Regions from separate parts of the Xenopus laevis genome. Here region 1 is linked to region 2. The links are chromatin contacts, called in public Hi-C maps. All regions are on one chromosome and are shown on one strand. The core of a region is the stretch at or near the end of the contact, and the rest is flanking DNA. Distances in the headings are between cores, read along the strand shown.

Region 1 (6,642 bases), core at 2,939-5,438, 230 kb before region 2:
GAAGATATGATACAGTTTAATATCACTTTGTTAAAGCTGCAGTATCGTGAGTTTTTCCACTGGACAAAAAAAGCAATATTAGTGTGTATGGTCATTTAAGTATCTCTCCGCTTCTCGCAAGCATTTGGCCAGAGACTAGCTAAGAGGGGCACATATTGTATATCTAGCAGCCCGCTTATCAGAAGTACTTAATCAGATTAAAAGAAAAGATACCATCAAGTGCAGTGAGAAATGAATACTGCTGCAACTAGGATGGTGTTGTTCATATTAAGAGCATGCAATAAATGTCACTTATATTCTTCCCAAGCTTATGCTATATATGAATATGGAAAAGTAGCCTGCGATTTCCATTAAGAAGGATGAATTAATAATCATAAACGTGCAGATACTGCAGCTTTAAAGCCACATTCCCACTTGCCAAGGTACATTTTTTTCCCAAAAAAGAAAAAAAATCATCAAGATCCCATGTCTAAACATCATTACTTAGCTCATTCAAGGCAAATGGGGGCTAAAATTCAATGCAATACCTATGTGACCCCCCACCAGCTGTAAAGGGGTTAAATAGGCAGGTGACAATATGTTCTGTTTGAATGCCAAGGAAGACCCAGTGATCTCACTGTAACAAAAGCAGATGCACAAATGAATATTGCTTCTGGAATAAGTGGCACTGTAAGCTATTTACATAATGACGCCAGAGGGTGGGTACCACTGAGAAAGACCCACAATACCAGGGGGTGGGTATTAAATAATCTCTCTGTACCACACTTTGCTAAAGCAGATCACTAGATGCTATCTAGGATAGAGGAATTCTAGCTTGGGACCCTCCAATTGTCGTTGGAACTACAACTCCCTGAATTCCCAGACAGTATTTGGTGATTGAGATGAATGTCACATGAGGGAAACTGATGCTGGGTGCATAGCTCAATGGCAGCAGGAGGGTAACAGACTGGACATCTTTTTTGCTCATCCCATATTAACTGTCGGATAAATGCAGTAACATGAATTAGTGTATAACTAAACGTATTGCCCTCCTGCTGTTGAACTACAACCGACCATGTTCCGACAACACCCCTGGGGGCAGTGGGAGCTGTAGTTCATGAGCAGGAAGGCATCAGCTGACATAGAGTTACAGAGATGTTTACTTTGCACCTTGACTTCCCCTACCCCTTTAAGAAATAATATCATGGCATTAAGTTGCAGTATAAGGTATTAAATAGATTTAAGCAAGTTATAACCAGGGTGGCTTCGTAGTGTATGTACAGCATTGATGGACACAGAATAAGAAATAAAAACACATCTAAATATATATATATTATCTGAATATTAATATATTACAATATATTAATATATTAAAGGATCCGTGTAGATATATATATACACGTGTATGGCACCATACAAGTGGGAATGTAGCTGCTCCTTGGCCCTTTCCAAGAGATTCAGGAGGAATTTAGGAGAAGATGCGGATGGCCTGGGTGACCCCTGCATGGCACACTGGGCACTGGGGCTGGTTCTTCTCACAGATGCGGTTGGCACACTCCATGCAGAACAGGTTGTGCCCACAGGGGACCAAGGCAGCAATCACCTCACTCTCAAAGCAGATGGAACATTCACGGCTGCCCTTTCTCCTCATGCCGGATGAAGAGGAAGATGAGCTGGATGAGGAAGAGCTGCTACTGCTGCTGGAGGATGAGGAAGAGGACGAGGAGTCGCAGCCCATGTTGCTGTAGGCAGAATAGCTCAAGCCACCCCCAGGGTCACTGCGCACCCTGCGCGCTAACTGATGCTCGGACAGTCCATTGCATGTGTGCAGGGGGGGTGAGAGCCTGGGGGCAGTCGTGCAGCCCACTCCATTGAGCCGCCTCTGGCTGAGCAGGATCCCGTTGGCATTGTTATGGTAGGAGGCGCTGCTGCGTTCCAGCTGGGACCAGATAATAGCAGAAGGCGGCGGGGCAGGGGCAGGGTCAAATCCGGACTCAAAGGCCAGGTCAGTGCAGTCGGGGGAGATGGATTCGCTGCCGGTGCTGTACACATATCCATTGCCGTTATTATTGTTATTGTTAGTGTAGCTGAGTGCAGGGCTGGGTGGGCTGTAGTCGGCCAGCCTAGTGCCCCCAAAGTAAGAGTCTGTGGAGGCACTGCCCAGGGAGCTGGAGCTGTCGTTGCGATAGTTAGAGAAAGCCTTGCGACTGGCCGAGCTTTGGCTCATGCCCGGGTTTGGTTTGCTCCACAGGCTGCCAGTGCCATGCAAATCAAAGCCCACATCAGTGCCATTGGCATGAAAATCATTCTCATCCGTCACCTCAATGAGTCCGCCCGTGCGCACAGCGATATGAGCCTCAATCTCCTCTCGGGCTCGGTCCACGTTCTCCGGCATTCCGGTCACCTCGAACACAGGCTCCTTGTCCCTGCTCGGAGTGACTATGTATGTGTGGGTCTGCTGCTGGATCCGCTTAATGGTAGCACCTTTAGGTCCCACCACCAGCCCCACCACTCGGTAAGGAACCCGCACTTGGATGGTGGTCTGCCCAGGGAGATTGGGAGGGGCGGGCACCGAGCCCCCATTCAACGCCGCCGCATTCTTGTTGCGAGAGGCTCGGATCATGGAAAAGTGCTCGGCGGCTGAGATGATCTCTCTCCGGGCCATGGCCACATCTTCCTTCCTCCCAGTCACAACAAAGACTGGCTCCTCCCCGCGCACCGGGGTCTTGATGTACGTGTTGGTCTTGGCCCGCAGAGCTTTGATCTTGCAGCCTGGGAGAGAGGGAGGGGGAGACACAATGGAGCAGTGGTTAGTGTTGCTGGAGTACAGGCATAAGAAGGGCCACACCATTCATTCACACTCTGCATGGCCAACAATAGTACCATCCACATGGGCATTAGCCACTGGCACACACACACACAATAGCACTGGGGACAACAGCAGCAAGTACATCACTCACTGGCACACACACACACACACATATATACAGACACACATACACGCACACACACAAACACATAAAGACACACATACATACATATACAGACACACACATACACACACACACACATACATACAGACACACAATGGGGACAACAGCAGCAGGTACATCACTCAGTGACACACTGAAAGGCAACATTAGAGCAACACTAAAGACACAGTAGCAGTAATGCCATTGAGGCTCCATTGATCCAGCAGTCACGCTGGAAGGACAAGACAGCTAAGTTTTAAGGAAGAGACAAAGGAATGGGCAGTCCAGATGCTGCGGAAACACAAGCCTCAGTCCCCTTTCCTAGAGCTGTCCCAGGGATGCTGAGAGTTGTAGTTCGGAGCGGCCAAGGTGCTCGTTCCTTTGTCTCCCCAGGACCCCGAGCCCCAGCATTCCCCCGCAGCTGCTCACCTTGTCTGCCAACGATCTCCGCCACATGCTCCGAGCTGGGAACCGGCACACATTCCGTCATGTTGATGCTTTTCTTCCGCGGCTCGTTGTCGTACATGGCGCTCTCGTCATTGTCCAATCCCAGCAGCGAGAGCTGGTCGAGGGCAATCTGAAGGGCCCGCTGGTCATCCAGGGTCTCGCCTCCTCCTCCGCTCCCATTCCTCTCCATGTCTGCAAAGAGCGAGCTGGGCATGGTCAGGCTGCCTTCTCCCCCCACCTCCGCTCACCTCAGTGCTACGAACAGACACAAAGAGAAAGCGAGGCGGCCGGCACTAAGGAGAGAAACAGGGGAGGAATCGGCAATGATTAGAAGCTCGTGTTCCTTCCGCTACCCCTGAGTATTGGATGGTGCTGGTGAGAGTTCAGCGCAATCGAAAATGGGCTCTCCCCGGGATGAAGGCGCAGCTTCCCGACTCCTTTATGGCCAAAAAATGCCAGAGGTGGCAGCGTTTCTTTAAGGAGCCCCTCCCCGGCTCACTCAGCGTTTTCCTCCCCTCCTGTCTGAGCCACTGCAGCCAGACGGCACTAGAGGAGGGAATAAGAGGGCCGTGACGTCACGAGCAAGGCTTGACAGTACAAAGGGACTGACACTGAGCTCTGTTGCCTCTATTGGCCAAACGGCATTAAATGGGCGGAGTTACAACGTCTGGAACGCCCCTCTTCCCTCCCCGTCAGTAGGGAAAGGAATACAAAAATCTTCCTTTCTTTGTTGTCTCATGCAGAACAATAGAAACTTGATCTAGCGGAGCGTGGTCTGATGCTGAGGGGGTGTTCTTTGTCCCCAACCTTGTGTCCCTTTATGGGAGCGGGCACCTCAAATCCCTGTCAAATGATGGAATGTGCCGGCCCCAATCTGACATTCCTATTGGCCGCCGAGCCCAAGTACTTTCTCAGCTGCTTGCGGAGCCGCACACCTTAAGCATGCGCTTCTCTTTGTCTGCTGAGGGCTCGCGTGCTCTCAGCCATCTGCGCTGCATAAACGTAAACACAGCAAAAAGTGCGTGCCGCCGACTCACAACAACAAGCCGCAATGACTAGTGAAGTCGCTCTCTTGCAACTGCTGCAGTTATACAGGCACATGAGTGACATATAGGCAAACTAGAACCAGGCTACTTTCTCCTCGCCTGCCCGTTGTAAAACTACAGGCAGGATGCTGGGAAGTGTAGTTGTGTAGATGTCCCCTTGTGTAATGCTGGAATTAGCGCTGGGCTGTGTTTTCCCATGCTCCTCCATGCGTGTCACTGAAAAGTTACCTTCTATATATACATAGAAAACACTAAACATGGATCCCTCATAACAATAACAACAACCCGAGCTATTCGTCAGGCTTTATTGAGCTACAGGAAACTACAATTCCCAGCATCCCCACCTTAGGAACACCGAGCTCTGTTACTAAACAAAGGAGACTCAGCAATTCGTTTTCTCCCAAATATTCACCTCAAGAACAGGAATTCTAGTTTCTGGAGCACAACGCACCGGCCCCAAGAGGAATTGATTTTATTATCAGTGATTCAATAAACTTTGGTTCCATTGTTACCGGTGTCTAAAGTTCCACACACGACGCTTTACTTATTTACTGGCGCGGTTTCCCGCCTCTGCCACTTTATTATTATTATCACTACAGTGGGGTCTCTGGGCGCAGGCAATCGTGTAAAGTGAGGGCAATGGGCTCCATGTTGGACCCTTCCATAACGAGGGGGATATGCCCAGACATGTGAGGATCCCAGTGAGGCGCTCTTTGTTCTGCAGCCCTCGGTATTATATGAGCAGAAAGGAGACTCTTGCATTCCCGCTGCCCCGATTCTCTCAGAGTCAGTCCCGCCACACCCTGTCCATAGAACACGTTCCCCCTGAATATGAATGAATGTTTTTGTTGCCAGTCTGCTATGCAAATAGATGCACCATTTTGCAGGTACTTGTCCACTCTTTGGGTGTTTATTACAGGGACTCGCCATTTCCTCCGGATGTTTAGATCACGGGCAGGAGAATGAAGGGTTGCCTGGTGACCTGTTGCCCCCTGTTAATTGCTGCAAGGCTACAATCATGGCAAACAAAGGACTTTGTCTCTACTCATCTCATGTCCTTTGTTTATTACTGTGCCTTGTCATAATCCCACACTACTTTATACTGATACAAATCATTTTACCTTGGTTTTTCCCCAGTACTAGAAGGCCCTGACACACAGCTAAAATGTTAAAAAATTGAAATTGGCCTCAGTAATCTGAGTAGATGTGATGCCCCTGAAGGAGACATGTTGTGCTGTGAGCTGCTTGAGCCAATGTGAAGGTTGCAGGTGGAGCAGCACTTGATAGTGGAGGTGATGCACTTGCTATTGCTTTGTGTGCGTATCACCAGTGTGTGGCAGACAACAATAGACACCGTTATGTCTGCAGCACAACCAACTCCCGCCACTCTCAGCCTTCCCAATAACAAGTTGCAAGTCAGCAACAACTGGAGGGGCCATACACTCACCGTCCCCACTACTTTTAGAAATATGCTGTTCATTTGATTTCCGTAGTTAAAACAACATGTGGTAACCTGTTAGCTGATGAGCCAGGAGCATTTATTATTGTTAAGGCTAAACAGATGGCTTCCCAACACCATCAAATGAGGTTTCACAGCCAGAACATTACTGTGTGATGTCATAAACCACAAGAGTTCAGGTGGAGCTGGCGCAGTTAAGGGACCGTCTCTGAATCCCCAAACAAAGAGCACGGCCAAGCACCTGCCAATAATTTATTATATACAATACATACAGTATTCTAATGCTAAATGTCCTTCTGCTTGTAAATCCTACAGCCCCAATGTTATTGCTTGTGCTTAAATAAGTTCATTCCCAGTGCAGAATTGTGCATTTTGAGTCTGAAAGCACTGTTTCCCCCAGTGGCTCTGGCAACACATGTACAGTACATTAGCAGTGCTCAGGCCACTAGCAAATATCCACTTCTGTAATGGAAAAATATATTCACTGTGATAACAGTGTGGGAATGACTTACAGGCAAAGGGACTTTGAGGCCTATTTATTAAACCTCGTTTTTTTTTTCTGGTAGAGTTTTTAAAGGGGAAAACTAGCATTTCTAGCATTATAGCCAAAAGCTGCTAAAAAATCTAAAAAAAAACCTGTCAAAGTCATGTAAAAAGTCAATTGCAGATGTCTTGTGCCTTTTACAATTTGAAGAGGTTGTGATTTGTACTGGGTTTCGTGTGATAATCCGAAAAATTC
Region 2 (6,532 bases), core at 3,193-5,692:
ACTGATGATACTACATTAATATACAGAAGACACAAGTCCGTCAAGTTCAATCTTTCATGTTTATATATAACTTGCCTAACTGCTAGTTGATGCAGAGGAAGGCAAAAAAAAACAAACATTTGAAACCTCTCCAATTTGCCTCAGAGGGGGAAAAATTCCTTCCTGACTCCAAGATGGCAACCGGACTAATCCCTGGATCAACTTGTATTATGAGCTATCTTCCATATCCCTGTATTCCCTCACTTGCTAAACAGCCATCCAACCCCTTCTTAAAGCTATCTAATGTATCACTCTGTACCACTGAGAGAATTCCACATCTTCACAGCTCTCACTATAAAAAAAAAACCCTTTCCAAAGTCTTTCTGACATGAGCTCATTATTTTAGTTTATGTAAAAGGTGCATAAACACACTTCCTGTATGAACTTTTATTTAGACAGACATAATGGATTCCACAGATTGATAGAAAACCATAATAGTCTGTTTGTTCCCTACTCACCTTAGGCTCACAGTGTAATACAACTTGAAGTTCCTCTGCTTTCTAGAGCATCTGTGCACACTATAGAAAGCAAAGGGACTTCTAGTCCCAGAATCCATCACTTCACAATAGAAAAAGGCGCGGGAGGGGATGTATAACACCGTGAACATAACATGAGGAGGAGGAAAACATGTCCCAGCTAGTGTAGACCATGGTATCATGGTTTTCCTTTCAATCTTTGGAATCAAGTTTGTTTAAAAGTAAAAAAAAAAAAAAAAAAAGTATACTTATGAACCATTTCAGGCCCATGTATATTGCATGACTACAGATTTTACATAGTACCAAAGTTTATAATGTGTCAGTGACTTTCTAAAAAAAAACCTGAAATTAAAAATTAAACCTCAATTCAAGAGGAATAGCTAACAAGTGTATCATCTCAAAAGGGATTCGTATAACGAGATAAGTCAAGGAAAACCCCTTCAGCTATCATCAATGCTGAAATTTTACATATTAATCAAAGTCACACTGACATTTTTAAGCATTTATTTATTTATTTTTGAATATTGAGGTTCTGTAAGGATGTTTGTGAGTAAGGCAACTGTAGATAACAACATGCTAGTGTTTTAACTGTTACAATACAAAATAGCATGGCACAAATAGAAACATTTAGTTGGTTGATGGTGACATAAAAAGGTCAAAAAACAAAAAGTCTTCACGCCTCATTTCCAATCCCCAATAGCCATCTAGTGCTCCAAACGGATGGGAAATTGCCGCACTTACTTAAATGCCCCTTATTTCTAGAGCTATCACAATGGCAGTGAGTCCTGTGTAATTGTAAAGCCCAAACCAATTTTTTTTTCAGAGGAAATGGCTTATAGATGAGCGTTGGATTTTCGTTCCCTCTCCCCTTCACCTTAAACTATAGGCAACAATAAATGTTATCTTTATAAACACTTGGCTTTCCACATATTAAATGATAGCAGACTTGTCTTTAAATTCAAGTGGTTTACAGGAGATAATGGAATATAAATGAGAACAATTTAGTCTCGGAGATGGAGCGAGTAAGTGCAGAAATGTGAGTATGTTTTGCGTTTACAAAGAAATAATGTAAGAAAGGAAATGTTATCTGAAGATCTGAATAAGTACAAACCTTATAAAGATTTCGTAGAACACCACCAATAGCTCTATATCAGTAAGTAATAGTGAAAAAAAATCTTTAACATTTGCGCTTGCAAGGAATTTGTCCCATTAGCCCTAGCTAACCTACTGAAGTTAAATTGAAAGCTTCCCTACTAGAAACTGTGTATTATATGTGTAATTTTGGCAGGTCAGCCAGCACATCCATTTCCTCACCTGACTTGCTTTATTTTAGTTGTTCTTCTAGTACAGTTTGCTGAATACTGATTTGGGCTTTCCCATAACAGAAGGCATTAACTTAATGTCTAAAAGTAAATGTACACAAACCATGCTATTTTATTTTACATATATATTTGTCTAGCAAAAATAACTAGATAAATGTACACATCAATATCTTTAGATTAGCCATATTAATTTACTATGAAGGATTGGAACCCAATACCTGCAGCCAGACATCAAGGGTTGGAAAGGTCCAAGCATTGTTCAAGAGGCAAAACTGAAAACAAAACTCTAAATGATTGAGGTTGCCCAGCCTGTGCTGGCTCCTCAATTATCAATGTCTGTTGGCTGTCGGCTGTTTTGGTTCCTAATCAAATAGACTGACTTACCAATCTCTGCTCTTTTTACAATGGAAGTTACCTAGCCTGATCTACAGACAAGTTACTTTAGAGCCTCTTCAAAAGGTTAATTCTTTAGGGGGTTAAGCAATAAAAGGCACCAAGTTTGCACAGGTGCAGTAACCAATAGCAACCAATCAATTCTATAAAATATATTAGCTATATACATGTTGGTAAATTTGTAATAACAACTTAGGGGGTTAAGCAATAAAAGGCACCAAGTTTGCACAGGTGCAGTAACCAATAGCAACCAATCAATTCTATAAAATATATTAGCTATATACATGTTGGTAAATTTGTAATAACAACTTAGTATGCCCCTGGCCCACCTCTAACCCACCCAGTTCGCCCCTCCCTTACTCCTATAGTAAATCTGCAGCTGATCTATTTTTCATGTCAGGACTCTACCCTCTGGATGTCATGACTCCAACCCCTGACATCATAGCTCCACCCATTGATGTCATGGCATACCCCTTGTGGACCATCCCTGTTGATAAAATTATTCTAAAAAGGTAGCAACCCTATGTACAGGTAAGGGATCTCTTACCTGGAAACCTGGTATTTAAAAGGCTCCAAATTATGGGAAGGTCGATTTAAAGAAGAATTCAACTACAAAAAACATACCCCCCCTAACCTACATAGACCCCCCTCCCTCCTCCCGCGCCTAGCTCTCGGAAATGCCACTAACCTTTTACTTGCCCCTCTGTGCAAATTCAGGGATCTCAGTTCATGGCAGCCATCTTCCAGGTCTTCGGTAATCTGAGACTGAGACCAGCAAAGTGGTGCACATGCAGTTGGAGCAATTTCCCGGTTTGCGACAACTGTGCATGCCCCGAAATAGACGGAAATTGCTGAAGCGCCGGAAGACGACACAAAGACCCGGAACACGGCTGCCGTGAACTGTGATCATTGAATCTGCACTGAGGGGTAAGTAAAAAGTTAGGGGCAATTACCCGGGTTCGCCTCTAGGCTTGGGGAGGAGGAGGGAGGGGGGTCTAGGTAGGGTAGGGGATAGGGTTTTTTTAGTTAAGGGTTGAATTCTCCTTTTTTCAGTTTTTTAAGATTTCCTTTTAATATGTAATAATAAAACAGCACCTTGTACTTGATTGCAACTAAACTGCATGAATACATATTGGCAAAACAAAAATCTGATTGGCTTTCCAAATTATGGAAAGGCACTTTATCCGGAATACCCCAGGTCCCAAGCATTCCAGATAGATTCTATACATGTACTACATCACAAGTCAGCATCCACTATGATCAGAGCTGCAAGCAACACAAAGCAATTATGTTTTACCTGGCTTCTGCAATGGTAAAACTGAACAAAAAATCATGACAAAAACAGGTCACCTATTCTCGACAATTGAAATCAGTATTCCTCCCAGTAAGCCGGTTAGTCACATTAATATGATTTATTAAACATTCTGATCTTGTTATAATGTGACATGAGAAACCAAAGCCCAAAAGGGGATGATTTCTACTAAAGCAGGTATCAGATGTGTATGAATAAAAACCACAATGTATTTAATAAGCTTTGATATTGCCAACAGGAGGAACTTCAGGTTCACAGTATAACAAGGGATCTCTTATAATTTTTATAACAAACTGTGTTTGTATTTGATATATACACTTAGCAGCTCAGCTACTCCCATTAAATGTGCATTTCTATAATTATGTTCTCTTTAAGCTACATGTCCACGGACCACCTCTAAGAGTGGATGAAGTGATTATGAATGGAGAGTGCTGCTGCCAGTACTGCTTCTCGCCATGCCATGCAATACCAGCACAGAATTGGATGCAAATCCTAGTTATTAACATCACATTTCCACCTCTCGGGCAGACTACAGAACTTTGAGACATTTGTAGAGTAGCTAACAGAAATGCTGCATGCCTCAATAGTAATAATAGCCAGTTGGAAAAAGCTTCCAGTGTAGCTCCTGGTTAGCTGGAAAGAAATATTCATTCAATTACAGCTTAATTACAATTACAGTTTAAAACACAGATATTCATGGTATGAACCTATTAAAAACACAAAATTCCACCAATTAAGGTTAATTATTTTCAATTAATTAACCATTCTGCTGTTAGAGTGGTCTTTTGCTGTCCTAACAATAGGGTCAGGCGGATGGAAGTCAATATATCTATTACTTACAGGCTGTCAGTAGAGCTACATTCTAGAAGTCAACACAAAGCAGTGCTCAGTAGTAGATAATTATCCTACTGCTAATCCATGATGTCATGCTGTTTTCTGAGACTGGCATTAAAAGAAACACTCTGAATACTGACTAAGAGTGAAAGTATAGTGCCATCTAGTGAGAACCCTCTGGTACAGCAGGCAATTTAAAAGTCAATGTTTAACGAAGGACGAAAACTAAAAGGGACAACCATTCCCTAAATTCCCTATGCAAGTGTGTGGTTGATTTTTTTTTTTTTTTTGCATACATATGATAAGCGGTTACTGCAAAACTAGGGCAGAAGTCTTAATATTACTTTCAAATGTGTTTTAGCAGACAGGGGATAACACCAGCCTCTTCCAAGCCAAACAAACATACTTTACTTCACTCATTAACTGCCTTTCTAAAAAACCAGCACAACTTTTCTCCACCGTTAACACTCTCCTTTCCCCTTCTCCACCCCCTCCATGCACATCTGTCTCTGCTCAAGATATTGCTGAGCACTTCAAAAACAAAATTGACACTATCAGAAGGGACATTACACCACTCCCCAGTCTCTCCTGTGCTCCTTCACCCCAGTCACTGACAAGGAAGTCTCACAGCTTTTGGCCTCTTCTCACATTACCACCTGCCCGCTTGATCCAATTCCCTCAAAACTTCTCCGCAATACCAATCCTTGTCTAATCAAAGCCTTAACTCCTATTTAATGTTTCGCGCTCAACTGGACGATTTCCTTCTCAACTAAAACATGCTCTTGTCCCCCCCCCCATTCTGAAAAAACCCTCTCTTGATCCCTCCAATCTTGACAACCTCCGACCTATCTCTCTGCTACCTTTCATCATCTACTTGAACGCCTAGTCTACAACCGACTAACCTTATTCCTCTCTGACAATAATCTGCTGGACCCCCTACAATCTGGTTTTAAGCCAACAACACTCCACTGAAACTGCCCTGACTCGACTAACTAATGACCTTTTAACTGCTAAAGCCAACAATCATTTCTCACTGCTTGATCTCTCAGCTGCATTTGACACTGTAGATCACCCTCTCCTCCTCCAGTCCCTCCATTCACTTGGCCTTCGTGACATGGCCCTGTCCTGATTCTCTTCTTACATCACCAATCGTTCCTTCAGTGTCTCCTACAACAGAGTAGCATCTTCTCCCCTACCTTTTTCAGTTGGGGTTCCTCAAGGTTCTGTCCTGGGACCATTACTATTCTCCCTCTATACTTCCTCCCTCGGCAAATGAATCAACTCGTATGGTTTCCACTACCACCTCTATGCTGACGATACTCAGATTTATCTCTCATCTTCTGATCTCAATCCAGAACTCCTAACTCGCGTCTCCTCCTGCCTGTCCTCTATCTCTACCTGGATGTCGCAACGCTACCTTAAATTAAACCTCTCTAAAACTGAAATGGTTCTCTTTCCATCAACTAACACCAGTAACATCCCAGAAGTATCCATCATAGCTAACAATTACATGATTTTCTAGCAGACATAAGGTATGAAGATCCAAATTACAGAAAGATACGAAAGATTGTGTTGTTTAATTAAACTAACAAAAGGACACTTCAAAGAAGAAGACGAAGAAAAAAAAAAACACACACACACACACACACACACACACACACACACACTAGACGAAGAAATGACCAGCAACCCTGAGATATCTTGTGAAATGCTCAAAAATGTATTAGCAAAATGTGCAAATAAGTCATAACTGCGTTGAACTCTTAGCAACAAAAAAAGGCTAGTGCCAGGTTGCATTTAGCAAAATATTCGAGATTGTATGTAATGTGGTCGAGAAAAAATAAAAGAATAGTGAAAGTAACAAATTAAACAATTCAATAAAAAGAAAAGTCAAACAAGTCAGAAGTAAATTAAACCAACACTGTGAGACCAAGATACAGAAAAGAGAAAGACAAAGGCCAAGTAAAAGTATAAGGCACAGGCAGATTCAGGGAGATTAGTCACCCGTCGATAAATCGCCTCGTCTTCGGGGCAACTAATCTCCGCAAACTGCCACCCCTGCCTTCTTGCTGGCTAAAATGCCATCCCGCCGGCGATTTACATTTTAGCTGGCGGGAAAGCAGTGGAGGCAGTTCGGGGAGATTAGTCGCCCCGAA

The links. A called contact is a pair of places that touch in the nucleus more often than the background predicts.
Region 1: a Hi-C map of the XL177 cell line shows a contact between it and region 2, with 2.3 times the contacts expected there. A contact is called at or near these places in 2 of 4 Hi-C or Micro-C datasets (the XL177 cell line and the XTC cell line).

Annotation. Positions count from the first base shown.
Region 1 is chr3L:111,852,242-111,858,883 of Xenopus_laevis_v10.1, reverse strand. It overlaps mex3b.L (RNA-binding protein MEX3B-like), which reads right to left and starts at 4,188. Exons shown (of 2, transcript XM_018253143.2): 1 at 3,381-4,188; 2 at 1-2,751. The coding sequence starts at 3,612. The coding sequence ends at 1,448.
Region 2 is chr3L:111,623,446-111,629,977 of Xenopus_laevis_v10.1, reverse strand. No RefSeq gene overlaps it. Among protein-coding and RNA genes, the nearest start is that of efl1.L, 31 kb to the right of the region's middle.